Regions from separate parts of the Arabidopsis thaliana genome. Here region 1 is linked to region 2. Evidence: chromatin contacts called from public targeted proximity ligation data. All regions are on one chromosome and are shown on one strand. The core of a region is the stretch at or near the end of the contact, and the rest is flanking DNA. Distances in the headings are between cores, read along the strand shown. Region 1 holds the start of AT1G12500 (Nucleotide-sugar transporter family protein). Region 2 holds the start of ACR8 (ACT domain repeat 8).

What was found.
Region 1: a contact with region 2 is called in a targeted proximity ligation map of shoot, with 18 read pairs. A contact is called at or near these places in 3 of 26 Hi-C or Micro-C datasets (leaf, root and vegetative nucleus) and 1 of 2 datasets of targeted methods (shoot).

Annotation. Positions count from the first base shown.
Region 1 is chr1:4,263,817-4,271,020 of TAIR10.1, reverse strand. It overlaps AT1G12500 (Nucleotide-sugar transporter family protein), which reads left to right and starts at 5,865. Exons shown (of 2, transcript NM_101122.4): 1 at 5,865-6,735; 2 at 7,066-7,204. The coding sequence starts at 6,064. It overlaps CCS (copper chaperone for SOD1), which reads left to right and starts at 2,039. Exons shown (of 6, transcript NM_101123.4): 1 at 2,039-2,357; 2 at 2,466-2,492; 3 at 2,574-2,646; 4 at 2,744-2,878; 5 at 3,181-3,404; 6 at 3,478-3,947. The coding sequence starts at 2,121. The coding sequence ends at 3,744. It overlaps AT1G12530, which reads left to right and starts at 114. Exons shown (of 3, transcript NM_101124.5): 1 at 114-360; 2 at 1,333-1,448; 3 at 1,545-2,035. The coding sequence starts at 250. The coding sequence ends at 1,899. It overlaps AT1G12510 (a tRNA gene), which reads left to right and starts at 3,960; the gene lies at 3,960-4,033.
Region 2 is chr1:4,226,282-4,233,669 of TAIR10.1, reverse strand. It overlaps ACR8 (ACT domain repeat 8), which reads left to right and starts at 4,459. Exons shown (of 7, transcript NM_101114.4): 1 at 4,459-4,814; 2 at 5,298-5,343; 3 at 5,426-5,540; 4 at 5,624-5,691; 5 at 5,775-6,347; 6 at 6,450-6,554; 7 at 6,641-7,388. The coding sequence starts at 4,753. The coding sequence ends at 6,997.

The sequences.
Region 1 (7,204 bases), core at 4,616-7,115, 36 kb before region 2:
CAAGAGTTTAAAAGTTAAATTTACTAATTACAAAAGAAAAATAGATAAGGAATATTGTTAAAACTATAAAATAGCTAATTAACTATTCAATTATGGTTTAATTTGTGATTTGTAGATCCATGATGCATCATGAAGCCCTGACAATTTAAATAGATGCAAACAAAATTATTGATTTTATTAAATACGACTTTTTGAAAAAAATAAAAGGAAAGAAATAGAAAATCCAGAGGAAGGAAGGAAGAGTGAGAGATGATGGGTATGGCGAGGAAGATAAGCAAAGAGGAAGTTGTAGAGAAGCTTAAGGACGACGGAGATTTTGATCGTCTCCGTCTCAAAATCATTCGCCGCCTCAAAGAAAACGTAAGCCCTCTTTCTCTTTCTCCGTCGTCTTCGCATTGCACATCGTGTGTTTTTCTTTCCTTGCTCCTCTAATTAGGGTTCATATTCTCTCGATTCCCAGTACATTCGTGGCTTTGTTAGGACCAGTGATAATGATTAGTCGATTTTGATTGTTTCAAAAGATCATCAAATTGGAATCTTTTGTTAGTTTGACTTGAGTAATAGAGATTTCGATTGAGAATTTGTATAAAGTTTGCTCTTTTGGTTCATATAGACTGAGCCCAATAGTCCTCCATAAATGGTTTTAGGTACTTTCATCAGTAGCTTCTCGGAACTCACTCCAAAAAATTTGATCTTTTCGTTTCGTGTGTACTGTTGTAGTGTTGAAACAAGTGATATGGTTAGTTGTGTGCAAAGATAAGTTTGAGCTTGGTCTCAGGGAAGGTTTGTGTTAATATGGGATTCCTAACAATACCAGTTGTTTAAGATAGGGAAAGTTTGGTCATTTGATTTTGATTTTGGGATAAGTGTATCTGAAGTTGCTTTAGAGGCGTGGAAGTAAGTAAACCATTGATGATTCGGAGAGTTTATCAAGATGCCTTTAGTTTTTCTTAGATGAATCAGATCCTAGGGGAGAGAGTTCTCTTAATGGTGTTAAGCTGTTAGATCACAGCTATAGGCCTACTATAGCTGATTCAGAATTTCAGTATCACTTACTGTGAATTGGTTTGACATCTTACTTATAGCTGGTATAGTGTTCATTGTCTTTGAGGAGTCTTTATACTTATCCATCGAATGGGCATTGTCATTAGCGCAACTTGGTAGAATATTTAGATAAGAGTGAAGGTTACTACTTTCTTAGCCGGAGAAGTTTATGTAAGGCAACAAGGAATTTTCTTTTAACAGTGTTTGATAAACATCTTGAGCTTTGTTCTTCTGGACTGCCTGTGTTTGCATTGTGATCTGACTATTAAAGCGGTTACTGGATTGCAGGAGGATTTACGGAATAATATGATATCAGTTGTCAAGGAGTCAACATCTTTGAAACGACATGGTGCTCAAAATATGAAAACCAGGCAACTCTCTGATGCGATATTCGAAGAAGTCGGGTAAATTAAGAGGGATTTTCTTCTATTCAGCTAACTCCTGTTGTTGTAAATGATTATGACACAAGCGTACTAAATTTTTTGGATTGTTTCCTGTAGGAGCAAGATGCTAAGCCAGCTCTCAGATGGTTTATGGGGGATAATAAGATCAGAAGACGGGATGAAGAATGAAATCAGAGAAACCGTTCAATCCGTCTACGCCACATTATCTAACCCGAGAGGCGAGAAACGCGGAACATCCGCTAGAGAAATGGAACATAAGATTCCAACACCAAAAAAAGAAGCAAGAACTGATTTCAACACCAGTCCAGCGAGTAAACAGAAGCAAGAGCTGATTAAAGGAGCTGTAGAAGATAACAAAGGAGAGGCATGTAGTGATGATGTACAAGATAACAAAGGAGAAGCATATAATGATGATGAAGAAGATCCTGAACTCCCTCCTGGCTTTGGCTAAAACTGTTTTTTGTATCATCAATAAACTCCCTCTGAAATATTATTGCGTTTAAGGTAATAACACCAACTGTTTGTAATAACAACAGAATTACTGCACATTAATTTACCAAAGTAATAGTGATCCCCAGATTAACCGATTTATTTTTTAATTAAAAATGATAAAATTTAAAGGTTGTTGAAAGGTCAGAAATAAAAAGCCGCAAAAACTGAAGAAGCAAGATAATGGCATCAATTCTCAGGTCAGTGGCAACGACTTCAGCCGTCGTAGCCGCCGCCTCTGCGATTCCCATCGCGATCGCCTTCTCTTCTTCTTCTTCTTCTTCCTCTACCAACCCCAAATCTCAATCTCTCAATTTCTCCTTCCTCTCCCGATCGTCTCCACGTCTCTTGGGACTTTCACGAAGCTTCGTTAGCTCTCCGATGGCGACTGCTCTCACTTCTGATCGTAATCTCCATCAGGTTTTGGTTTAAAGCTTTGAACTTTTGAAATACCCTATTTCCAATTTGAGCTTTTTCGCTTTCCTGATTCGATGATTAAGTATTTAAGTAGCTGAATTTGATTTGCAGGAGGATCGAGCCATGCCTCAGCTTCTTGTAAGTCTTTCTCGTAATCCTGTATCTTTATACAACAATTTTTGGATTTGAGCTAGTGAGAACTTGTGTTGTGTGTTCCAGACTGAGTTTATGGTGGATATGACATGTGAGGGTTGTGTTAATGCTGTGAAGAACAAATTAGAAACCATTGAAGGTAGTAGGAGAAACAACTTTATTAATCGTCGTCTGTTTGGTTATGATTTACTTTGTTGGTGCTTATTATGTGTAATGGAAATTTTTAATCTTGTAAGGTATTGAGAAAGTGGAGGTGGATTTGTCCAATCAAGTTGTGAGGATACTTGGATCTTCCCCTGTTAAGGCTATGACTCAAGCTTTGGAGCAAACTGGTCGAAAAGCTCGCTTAATTGGACAAGGTGTTCCTCAAGGTTAGATATCTCTTCTCGGGTCACTTTGGTTTTTGTTTGAGAAGAAAGATTTGAACATCAAAAGAAAGAAGATATATTTTCTCAGCTCATAGAACATGTAAGGAGTACATGGCTTGTGTTTATGTTTAGTTCAACATTAAGAAGATTTACGTACTGGCAATTTTCCATTCTTGAGCTACTCTTTAATACACTGACAGTATTGAATTTGAGGATTTACCGTTTCAATTCCACGGTTTGTCTTTCATTGATGACCTCTTTCCTCATTTGTTTTATGATATTTACTTTGTGATGTGTTTTGGCAGATTTCTTAGTCTCAGCTGCAGTAGCAGAATTCAAAGGCCCTGACATTTTCGGGGTAGTCCGATTTGCTCAGGTCAGTATGGAACTTGCAAGAATCGAAGCCAACTTTACCGGTTTGTCACCCGGAACCCACAGCTGGTGTATCAACGAGTATGGAGATCTCACAAACGGAGCAGCCAGCACAGGGAGCTTGTACAATCCATTTCAAGATCAAACTGGCACAGAGGTTGGTGAAACGCATTCTTAGAAAACGAAAATGTCATCACAATCCTCTAAAAACTCTCTTTTTCTTCTGTCAGCCATTGGGAGACCTGGGAACACTAGAGGCAGACAAAAACGGAGAGGCCTTTTATTCGGGAAAGAAAGAGAAACTCAAGGTTGCAGACCTTATCGGGAGAGCCGTCGTGGTGTACAAGACCGATGATAATAAGTCAGGCCCCGGATTGACCGCCGCAGTGATTGCTAGAAGCGCAGGGGTTGGAGAAAACTACAAAAAACTTTGTTCTTGTGATGGTACTGTCATATGGGAAGCTACAAACAGCGATTTCGTGGCCAGTAAGGTTTAATAACAAGTCAACAACCATACATTTTATAAAACGTTACGTTTTTTAGTGATTGAGAACTTGTTTTGTATCAAAACTTGAGGTTTATATTGAAACAACACAAGCTTTTTGTTTTGTACCAAAACTCTCTGTACTTTCAATTGCGTAACTAATGTTGAGCCCCTATCAGAATTTGATCACTATACTATATATTGTGTGTATCTAATCAATGTTCAACAGGTTTCGTGGTGTAGTTGGTTATCACGTCAGTCTAACACACTGAAGGTCTCCGGTTCGAACCCGGGCGAAGCCATTTTGCTTTTGTAATAGTATAGACCAAATGTTTTAGATAATGTTTCGTTGTCACGCGGGCCCTATCAGCAACTAGCTTTAGTTTCACTGTTTTTGGCCCACTAAAATTGGGTCGCACATGGAAACAAATGGTTCCTACAATATTGTGCCCTACATAATTTATTCTGGTAAACGTAAGAAGTATTTAAATCATATAGAATTTTGAATTCCAAGAACATGTGAAATGTTATGTGCTGCTATAAACTACTCTCAAATAATAAAATCTCACATTGTCAGAGATGAATTATTATATACTATGTTTTTTTCTTACATTAAAAATTGATTGCTTTGTAGTATTAAACTAAATAGTAATGGTTAGACAGAACATCAAACTTCAAACATTTTGGTGTAATTTCTGTTGTCTGGTTTTTTTATTAGGGAGCCATACATACTTTTTTGGTTTTAATTTATGAAGGTCGATACATAATTATTTATTTAGTCTAAACTACTACATAAATAAAAGGATTAGCTTTAGCTAGTGAATTAGTTGATTTGATGATATCATAAGTATACGTAGACATTCATCATTCTAAATGTTTCTTACTAAGTGACGTGCTGTAATCATTTATTATCATTCATTGGATTTTGTCTTACGGCAATTTACAAAAGGAGTCATTTCGTTTTTTTAGGGAATGCAAAGAAGACAGATAAAGTGAGCTGGTCCTTCTAAGTAAAGATAGCTCTTACCTATTACACACACTCGTAGAAAATCATGATTTCTGTGTTGCATCTTTCATATTTGGATTCCTTTTCAGTGTGGGACATTTTTTTTTGTCAACGAACAGTTTCTCTTTTTGTAATTCATTAATATGGCTCTTATCAAATTTATTATCCACCATGTTATTTTTTTCCTTTCGCATGAAGGATATATTTGTCGAATTCACAAAAGTCACCTAACAAAATTATTATCACCTTAGATATTAGCAATCGCATGCATGATCAGTGGGAAAAATGGCAAGTAATGAACGTATAAAATAATTTAATCTATGCAATGCGATAAAGAAAATATTTTGCAGAAAGTAGCAAAGAATAATGCATTCTATTGGCCAAGTCCCCTTTTCTCGAATTATAATATCCCTTTTATAATCTATTTTGTTACCATAATTGGTATTGAACTTTGAATGACATAACAAATCTATTAATATATTTAGATGACTTATATAGTCAATTAGTCATTTCGATGATAAACACAATGCGTGATTAATGCTGATGCAAAAGAAAAATCGCGTTATTTACTTCACAGATCTGATTAGATTTTGGTATTTGTGACAACCTTTATTAAAATGTACGACCTCTATTGTCAAATGTAAATAGTTTCAAATGCTTCTTTGAAATCTAAACATATATAATCAACCCAAAAAAGAGAGAGTCTAAATCTGGTCAACACCGACGCATTTGTTTTGATGTAACCATATATAAATGTGACTTATCCAACTTTGTTAGTTGAGATTTTTTAATTTTTGGTGTGTTCTGGAATGTTAATGTTAGGCTAATGTGTGTTTCAACTATTGCTAATATTGTATTAAGGGACAATTATTAAAAACAAAACTTGAAAAGAGAGGCTAAATAATTAGTGAGTGGGGTTTGTATGTAATTACAAATTAGGCTGCGTCATAGAGGATTGCTTCCATCGGATCTCAAATGTGGACCTACTACCGACACTTCTGACTCATGCTTAGTCTCCGAACACAAGACTTCGAATCTTAAAATTAATTTTCTTAGATTTGTCTTTTTATTTATTTTTCTTTTATTTTTAAATATAACAATTCCCTCCAACTATAAGATCCAACGGCTGATATCATTCTAAACCTTTACAGCTAAATCTGAATCTCCACCGTCCGATTAATCATCTTCCTTCTTCTTCTTCTTCACTCACTCAGATCTCAATCCCCACCGAAAAAGATAAAAACTCACACTTTCTCTCTCTCTCTCTAGAAAAAGAAAGAAAGAAGAAAAACTTATTGTTATTCCCATTTCGCCCCTATCCGAAAAATGGTTGAAGCTCAATCATGGACAACGCGGCGGATGAGCAATCCTAGATTCGACGCCGCCGCAACCGCCGCACCAACCATCGTAGACATCCCCGGAACACCACCACACTCCTCCGCTTCTTCACCACTCAAACCCTTCTTCCTCTCTTCCCCCACCGTATCACCAACAATCCTCACGGCGGCTATAATCGCCGCCTGGTTTGGCTCAAATATAGGAGTCCTCCTCTTAAACAAATACCTTCTCTTCTACTACGGTTTCCGTTACCCAATCTTCCTCACCATGACACACATGTTATCATGCGCCGCCTATAGCTCCGCCGTAATCAATATCGCCGGAATCGTGCCACGTCAGCACATCTTATCTCGCCGTCAGTTTCTAAAGATCCTCTCTTTGTCAGCGATCTTTTGTCTCTCCGTCGTCTGTGGCAACACTTCGCTACGTTATATCCCTGTTTCTTTTAATCAAGCTATTGGAGCTACGACGCCGTTTTTCACCGCCGTGTTCTCTTTTCTCATTACTTGTAAAACAGAGTCCACTGAAGTTTATTTAGCTCTTCTTCCGGTTGTCTCCGGCATCGTTCTTGCTTCTAACTCTGAACCTTCTTTTCATCTTTTTGGTTTCCTTATCTGTGTTGCTTCCACCGCCGGTAGAGCTCTCAAATCCGTCGTCCAGGTATTAATCGGTTTGGTGTATTGAATTTTCCGTTTTAGTACTAAGAGAATCAGAAATTGCGTTCGAATTTCGATTTTATTACAAAACATCACTCTTAAATTTTTCCGAATCCAGGTTTATTATAACAAATCTGGAAGAAATTTAGTTCCAGTTCGAATCCGGTTTTTATTCTTAGAACTGAAATGAGTCCGGTTTAGTTCAGTCTCTGTCTGAATTTCAATCTATAGCATTTAAACAGATAATTCAGATTCTAATCGATCGGTATGATCGAATTGCGTCTATTGGATCTCACTATTGGTTTGGTTGAACCGGATTTTGTGTATTTTGTAGGGGATTATTCTGACGTCGGAATCGGAGAAGCTACATTCTATGAATCTTTTGCTATACATGGCTCCAATGGCGGCTTGTATCTTACTACCATTTACGCTATACATTGAAGGAAACGTTTTAAGAGTTCTAATCGAGAAAG
Region 2 (7,388 bases), core at 3,210-5,709:
TCAAAATTAATGAATTATTTCTATTTATTTAGAATTTTCATATTTTCTATTATCTCTCAATTTTATTTTATTTTATCTCGCAGCTGGTTTTGACAAGTCTAAACACACAATCTAAAAAATGTCGGCATTTCTTGAACAGATTAACACTCTTCAATAATATTTATAAAAAAAAAAAAAATCAGGACTTGGTAAAAATTTTGAAGTATTAACTAGAAAGTCGTGGGATTATTAACCTGAAACTAATTTTACTTATGAAGCGGCAACTAAAAGAGTCGTGCAATTGCAAAAGATCATCCATTGAATCGTACACATATTTTCAATTCAATTTTTTGTTATAGACTGGTTAGTACGAATTTGTAGTTTTCGATCTTTGTAGTTAAAAATAGCAATAGAGAAAAATAAATGGTTTAAAAATACAAAAAACATGAGCTCTGAAGCGGCGTGATAGAGTACTAGCGGTGTGTACCACTCCTAATTACTTGTGTGTGCTTTTAGCCTTCTGCTTCGTCACTACTCAACAGCTAACTCATAACATAGATCATGCTGTACTTGTGATAAAAAAAAAAAAAGTTTGCTTCTTTATATTGTATATGCAAAAAGTCAAATATATTTTTTCTTAGCAAAAGTCAAAACCTACACCATATTTTATGAAACAAAAGTCAAACTATTCTTATTGAACAAAAAAATATGGAAAAAAATAAAATAATAATAAATATGGCCTCTTCATTACTCCTCAAACATCTCACTGGGATCACCAAACACAAAATGTAATGCAATATGAATAAATAAACTCATTATAATATTCGGCCTAACAATTCACTTATAATATTGAGGAATGATAAATCCAACAATTTAACTATATGTCATAATTTTTATGAGATAAATTAAAGATACAAATGATTAATTTACCCATCACTAAAAATATTACAAAGGATCATTTCATTTTATTTTTATTTTTGATGAAATAATTAAAATCTATATGTAGGTGAAATCATGGAATCCTCAACATTTTGGACTGCTACGATTAACAACTACAAGAAGAACTACTCAACTTTTCTTTCATTGTTTGCTTTGTTGATCTTTTCGAATTGAGTCTTAAACAAATACTCACTTGGATTAGTCTAAAAGCGTTTGAATATGTTAGAGACACATTTACATGGTCATCAACGGACAAAATCCAATAATAGTCAAACTTTGAGAGTGTGGTAGTTTCAATATTCTTTTGGACGGCTAAGATCTTAGTATAAATTAAGGGAAGATCCTTAGATCCGCGAAGTTCTCCTAAAACTATGGAAATTTGTCGACAGTTGTAATACGGAAGAGTCGACATTGCCTTATTCGTATCTCAGTTATAAAATATAAATCGGCTATATGCCTAATCAATCTCCATTTACAACTATCATTCTATCGAAATGAATAAACTATTCAGCATATAAAATATCTCTCACTAAAATAATACGAAATATTTCAAGTTTTTGTCACGTCCGAGGAACAACATGCCCCTTGAGAGTAATGGTGTGATCTTTGTAGAAGTTTAATATAATTTGATCTTCCCGACTATCTCTAACAATGATTTAATAACATCTTAGAATATGTATAATACATATACTAATTTATACTGAGGTCGTGCGAATATCTTCCCGAAATTGGAATTTGAGCTCATTTATGATCTACAAACAAAAAAAAACAATTGCTGATTGATGAGATTGAACAATACAATATGAATAGCTTATGGACATGAAAAAGCTGTCTTGGTAGTTAACAATATTATTGGAGCTACAAGTTGACAAACAAACTCTCCTCGAACAGAGATATCCTAATAGTCTAATAGATCATGCAAGTATATTACAATTTGATGCGCATAATCTTGATATGATATTTGCCAATACATGAGATGTAGCTAACACAACTATATGTCTATATCTATATACTGATGTCGCATGCACTTAACCCTAAGTATCATCCAAACGCAACATTTTAGACTTCTTTGATCAAAGAGAGGGAAAACATATTCAAATTTGGCGCTAAAACACTAATCAGTCAAAAAAGCAACAACCGAACTTTTGTCTCAGCCAAAAGCACTTCTTTTTCTGGTTTACATTGTCAATTACGAAATTGCCCAATGGATATTAGGTTAGGGTAGGTTGCACTGTATTTAGAATCAAAGTTAACATCCTTGCTATAAAAAGGAATTTTCAATGCTTTTGAAACGAGAATGTATGAGCTGTCTTAGCTACGTCAGCTAATTCTCCTCGGGATTTTTCTGTCCATTCAACGTCTTGTTCCTACGAGTTACACAAAGGCTGTTTTTTTTCTTGTGGGCTGTGTTTTTTTCCCTTTAAGCTCCACATATTTTCTTTAAAACAAATCGAATTATTCTTAAAGAAAGTCACGTAAAAAAGATTATCATAAAAATAAGAATTTATCGGAGAATTAACGACACCGACCGACCCAACCAAATCCTCGTGGACCCGTTTTCTTTTGGTTGATTCTGTTGCCTTAATCCATCGTCATGATCTTAATATGACGTGGCTCCCACCGGTTACCTATTACCGTCCGTTCCCGTTTCCGGCGGAGAATCGTTCACATTTTCCCGCTAAATCCGACGTGGAAAGACAGAACAAGAGACAAAATAATTTTTAAAAGAGCCAAAATATTTTCGATGTTTTATTTTGGATGCACGGAAAAGATCATAACTCTTTGTAGTTGTTCTAAGATTCTCCGCCTACATATTTCGATTTTTGTCACATTTTTAATTTGCAACAGTACTACTATTGGCTGTCGAGTTATAAAACTTAAATCAGATTTTAATACTCACCAAATTGTCATTAATGAAAAACTACGCATTAATAGCTAATAAATAGGGGAGAAGAATCGTCTTTGTCCGTTAAGCTTGACGAATAGTTAAATGCTTCTGCAGCTTTTGGTTACTGCAACGCACGTCCAAGGATGTATGAAACTAAAAAACTCACAGAGTCAGAGAGAAGTGTGTCGTCGACGTGGCAAGATCTAAGACCGAGCATGATTCAAGATCGTTAAGACATGTAAACTGCACGTGACATGGTTCAGGAAGAAAGTGGCCCATACGTGGGGCATATTCGTATTTAATACGAATGATCTCATTAGATCCTTATGTAATACACTTGTTTCTTCTCAAAAATTCTTCTAGTAGTAGCATCTAATCCACATAATAAGATAAGAATCTTATGATATTTGGATTCTTATATATCTGTTTTACAGGAAAGTTAAAACAAAATCACGCTTATGGACGATCAAAAAATTCCAATAAAGTTGATATATGATATTCCATTTTTAGGAGTTTTTATTATCATAAGATTCATAACCAATTTTAAAATTGGTATATAGGCTAGGTTCGGTAAATTGAGAGTAATGGGTAGGTCGAGAAAAATCATCTCATCAACGTGAGTATCACGCGCGAATTTACTTTTTTCTTGCGGCACCAATTAAATGTCTCCACGTGATTAACCCCTAAATTCTCTCGACGAAAAGACAAGTTTGCCACTCACGACACGCTTAAAGTGACACTCTCTCATGCCAGCTTTTAAGTAGGTCCCATAAAGATCTTTCTCTTCTACTATAAAGTACGCCTCTCGATTCCGAGATTCTCAATGCTAAGAAGACTTAAATACCCTTATAAAGCAAAGAAACCGAACCAAATACGAGGTTATTACCGGAACTTTGTTTCGAGACAAGTACGGACTTTGAAGAAGCGCGTATAGATCACGCGCCAATGTAATGAGGTGTGTGAATCGATGAACTAGAAAAGAAATTTCTCATCTTAGCTATGAAGCGAGTATCATTTGACGTGGGACCTTTAAGATTATGACACGTGGCCTACCCTGGCCGTTAGATCGATTATTGTCGGGAGAGGATCATGGTAGAGTGGAATGCACGCAAAGTAAAGGAAGAACTAGAACAGGTGGCGTCCTAGCTGGACAGTTGAACAACCAGAGTTAGGGATCCATTGACACGTGGAGGGATGGTTGGTTTTTTATTGGTTTCCCTTATGATGGGATTTCTAACTAATTCCGGGAATATTTAATAGCTAATTTAACCTTTTTTTTTTGGGATTTGGTTTCGATTTCGATTATTCTGTGTTTTGGAACCAAATAAGTTAAAGTAGAAGTATATATGTATATGAATGGAATATATAAAAGTACCATAAATAAAAAGATTTGGATTGACTGACTAAAAACTAAAAATCCTCATTTGGTAAGAATTAATAGTAGTAAGATAAATGGATTAGTGTTTTGTTGGGTTTAAAACTTTAGAGGGAATGAATGATGGTTATAGAAGCATTTTTAAGGTTTAAAGATAAAAAAAAAAAAAAAAGAGGATGAAACATTATAAGTCCAACTAAAGGAGACTTTTAGCAATTAGTAACATGCGTGAGACGTGGTGATCCATGTGACTTTTCTTTTCTATATAATTTGGAGAGATATATTACCAACTTAATTTAAATATTTTATTTTTATCCATTATATATATAAATATAAGGAGTCTCAGTGTATGGAAGGATTATGTGAAAGCGTGCTTTGTCTATCATTCTAGAGAGAGAGAGAGAGAGAAAAAAAGTAACAGTTTCTCAGACCAATAAAAACGGCACCGTTCATTTAGACAGAAACGCTGGTGAAGAGAGATTTTAGATGTGTTAATTTTGCTGGAATTCTTTAGAAGAAGAAGAAGAAGAAACAGAGGTTGAAAACGACGGCGTATTAGTTTGTATCAGAGATGGCGATGAAGGGTTATTTGGATGAGTATGAAAAGCTTGTTATTAGGATGAACACTCCAAGGTTTGTTTTCTTCTTCTTCTCTGTTTTTTTTTTTACAAAATTTTTCTTTAAGAACAGAGCTTTAAAATTGAAAAACTTATATTTTAGGTTTCTTTTTGTCTCGTTTTTTTTTCTGGTGGGAAAATTCTCCCGGAAAATATATTTTTATCAGTCCGGGAAAAAATCATTTTCAAATGTTCACAATTGAGTTTTGAAATTTGAAATTTTTTTCTTTTCTTTTTTGGTCATCGTTTGATTTACTTTTTGTTTTTCCAAAATATATATATAAAATATTTAAAAGTTTGTACTTTCTGTCTTCCTCAAAGAAGATTTTTCCAAATTTCTTTGCTTGGCCTTATTTTTCATCAACTTGAATTTTTCTTATTATGACTTATCTTCTCTAACATTTAATTGATAAATAAATCCCATTATTGTAGATATTTAATTTTATTTTGTCGGAAAAGAGAAAAATCTAAAGCAAATTTTCCTACATTATTATTACAGGGTCGTTATCGACAATGGTGTTTGTTCTTCAGCGACAATCGTCAAGGTTAGTTTTTAATATATTCAATTTTAATTAGCTTCAGCCAAAAGATTTAAAAATTTAATATTTTTCCTGGGATCTTTCACAGGTTGATAGTTCAAGAAGAAATGGGATATTGTTAGAAGCTGTACAAATTCTCACAGATTTGAATCTCTCCATTAAAAAAGCTTACATTTCTTCTGATGGAACATGGAACATGGATGGTAATAATATATTTAAATTCAATTATCTTTCTAATTACATTTATATAACTTTGTTTCCTAATTCGTTTTCTTAATTACTGCAGTTTTTCATGTCACTGACTTAAACGGAAACAAATTGAATGACCAGAGCGTCTTGAGATACATTGAACAGGTAATTTTAAGATTCATGAATTTGTTTCAATTCAAGAACATAGTTTCTAAATATAGAATCTTTTTCTTTTCTGATTTTCACAGTCGATCGAGACGGTTTACTATGGAGAAAACATTGAAGTAAACGGTTTAACAGCTTTGGAGTTAACCGGAACAGACCGAATCGGTTTACTATCTGAGATGTTTGCGGTTCTCTCTGATCTCAACTGTGATGTGGTTGACGCTAAGCTATGGACACATAACGGTAGAGTTGCTTCTGTGATCTATCTCAAAGATTGTATCTCAGGAGCTCCGATTCTCGATTCTCACCGGATATCAAAGATCGAAGGACGGTTAAAGAACGTTTTGAATGGCGATAACGATGTTAACTCTGCTGCAAAGACTTGTGTTACTGTGGATTCGATGATGCATATCGAACGTAGACTTCATCAGCTTATGTTTGAAGATAGAGACTACGAGAGGAGATCTAAGAAACATGAGAGATCTCCAATGGTGGTTGTGACGGTTCAGAATTGGGCTGAGAGGGGTTACTCTGTCGTTAATGTTCATTGTCGGGACCGGACCAAGCTTCTATTCGATGTGGTTTGTACGTTAACCGATATGGAATATGCTGTGTTTCATGCTACTATCAACACAGCTGAAGACCAAGCTCACTTGGTATGTTTCTTGAAATGATCTTGTAAATTCGTTTGATGAATTGATGTTTTTTTGTGATTTTGAGCTAATAGAATCTTTCCTTTGTTTGGTTAAACTGTTCAGGAATTCTATATCCGGCATAAGGATGGATCACCGATAAGTTCGGAAGCAGAGAGGCAACGAGTGATTCAATGCTTAGAGGCTGCAGTTGAAAGAAGAGCACTAGAGGTATAATAACACTATACTGAGATTGATTGATTTTTCTGTTGTTTAATCGGAAATCTAAACATTTTTTTGGTTTGGTTTGTCTTCAGGGAGTGAGATTAGAGCTGAGGCATCCGGACAAACAAGGTTTACTAGCGGAAGTAACGCGGACATTCAGAGAAAACGGTCTGAATGTTACAAGAACAGAGATATCAACGAGTAGCGACATGGCTACAAACATATTCTATGTAACTGATGCAAATGGAGACGAACCGGACTTCAAATTGATTGAATCGGTTAGGGAGAAAATCGGTTTGGAGTGTTTGAGAGTGAAGGAGATGCCAACAATGTATCATAAGAAGGGAGATGGAGAAGAACAACAACAAACCAAAGCAGTGTTGGTTTCACTTGGAAGTTTGGTTTGGAGAAATCTATTCAACTTTGGTCTTATCAAATCATGTTCTTAAATCTTTCAAATCTTGGGTTGACCGAACCACCGGTTCGATGAAATTCATCCTTTGAGAGGCACGCGGATTTTGTTTAAGAAGTCTGCTTGCCTTGGAAAGGATAAACCTTTTGATTCGTGTGGTTTGATAGGTTAAATTTTAAGTTAGGTGATGGTTTGGTCATGTCATGTTATTGTAAATATAGAAAAAGAGGAGAGGGATGATTAGAAATTCAGAAATTGCTTACTTTTTTTTTATTGTGGGGTTTTAGATGAAAGAAGAGGTTGTACAAAAGTTTCTAAGATTAATTATTTTATTACATTTGTTTTGTTAAGTTTTTGTGTGTTGTTAGATTCTTAGTGGTTGACTTGTATTGTCTTAGTGGAATATTATATTGTTTACAGGTTGGATT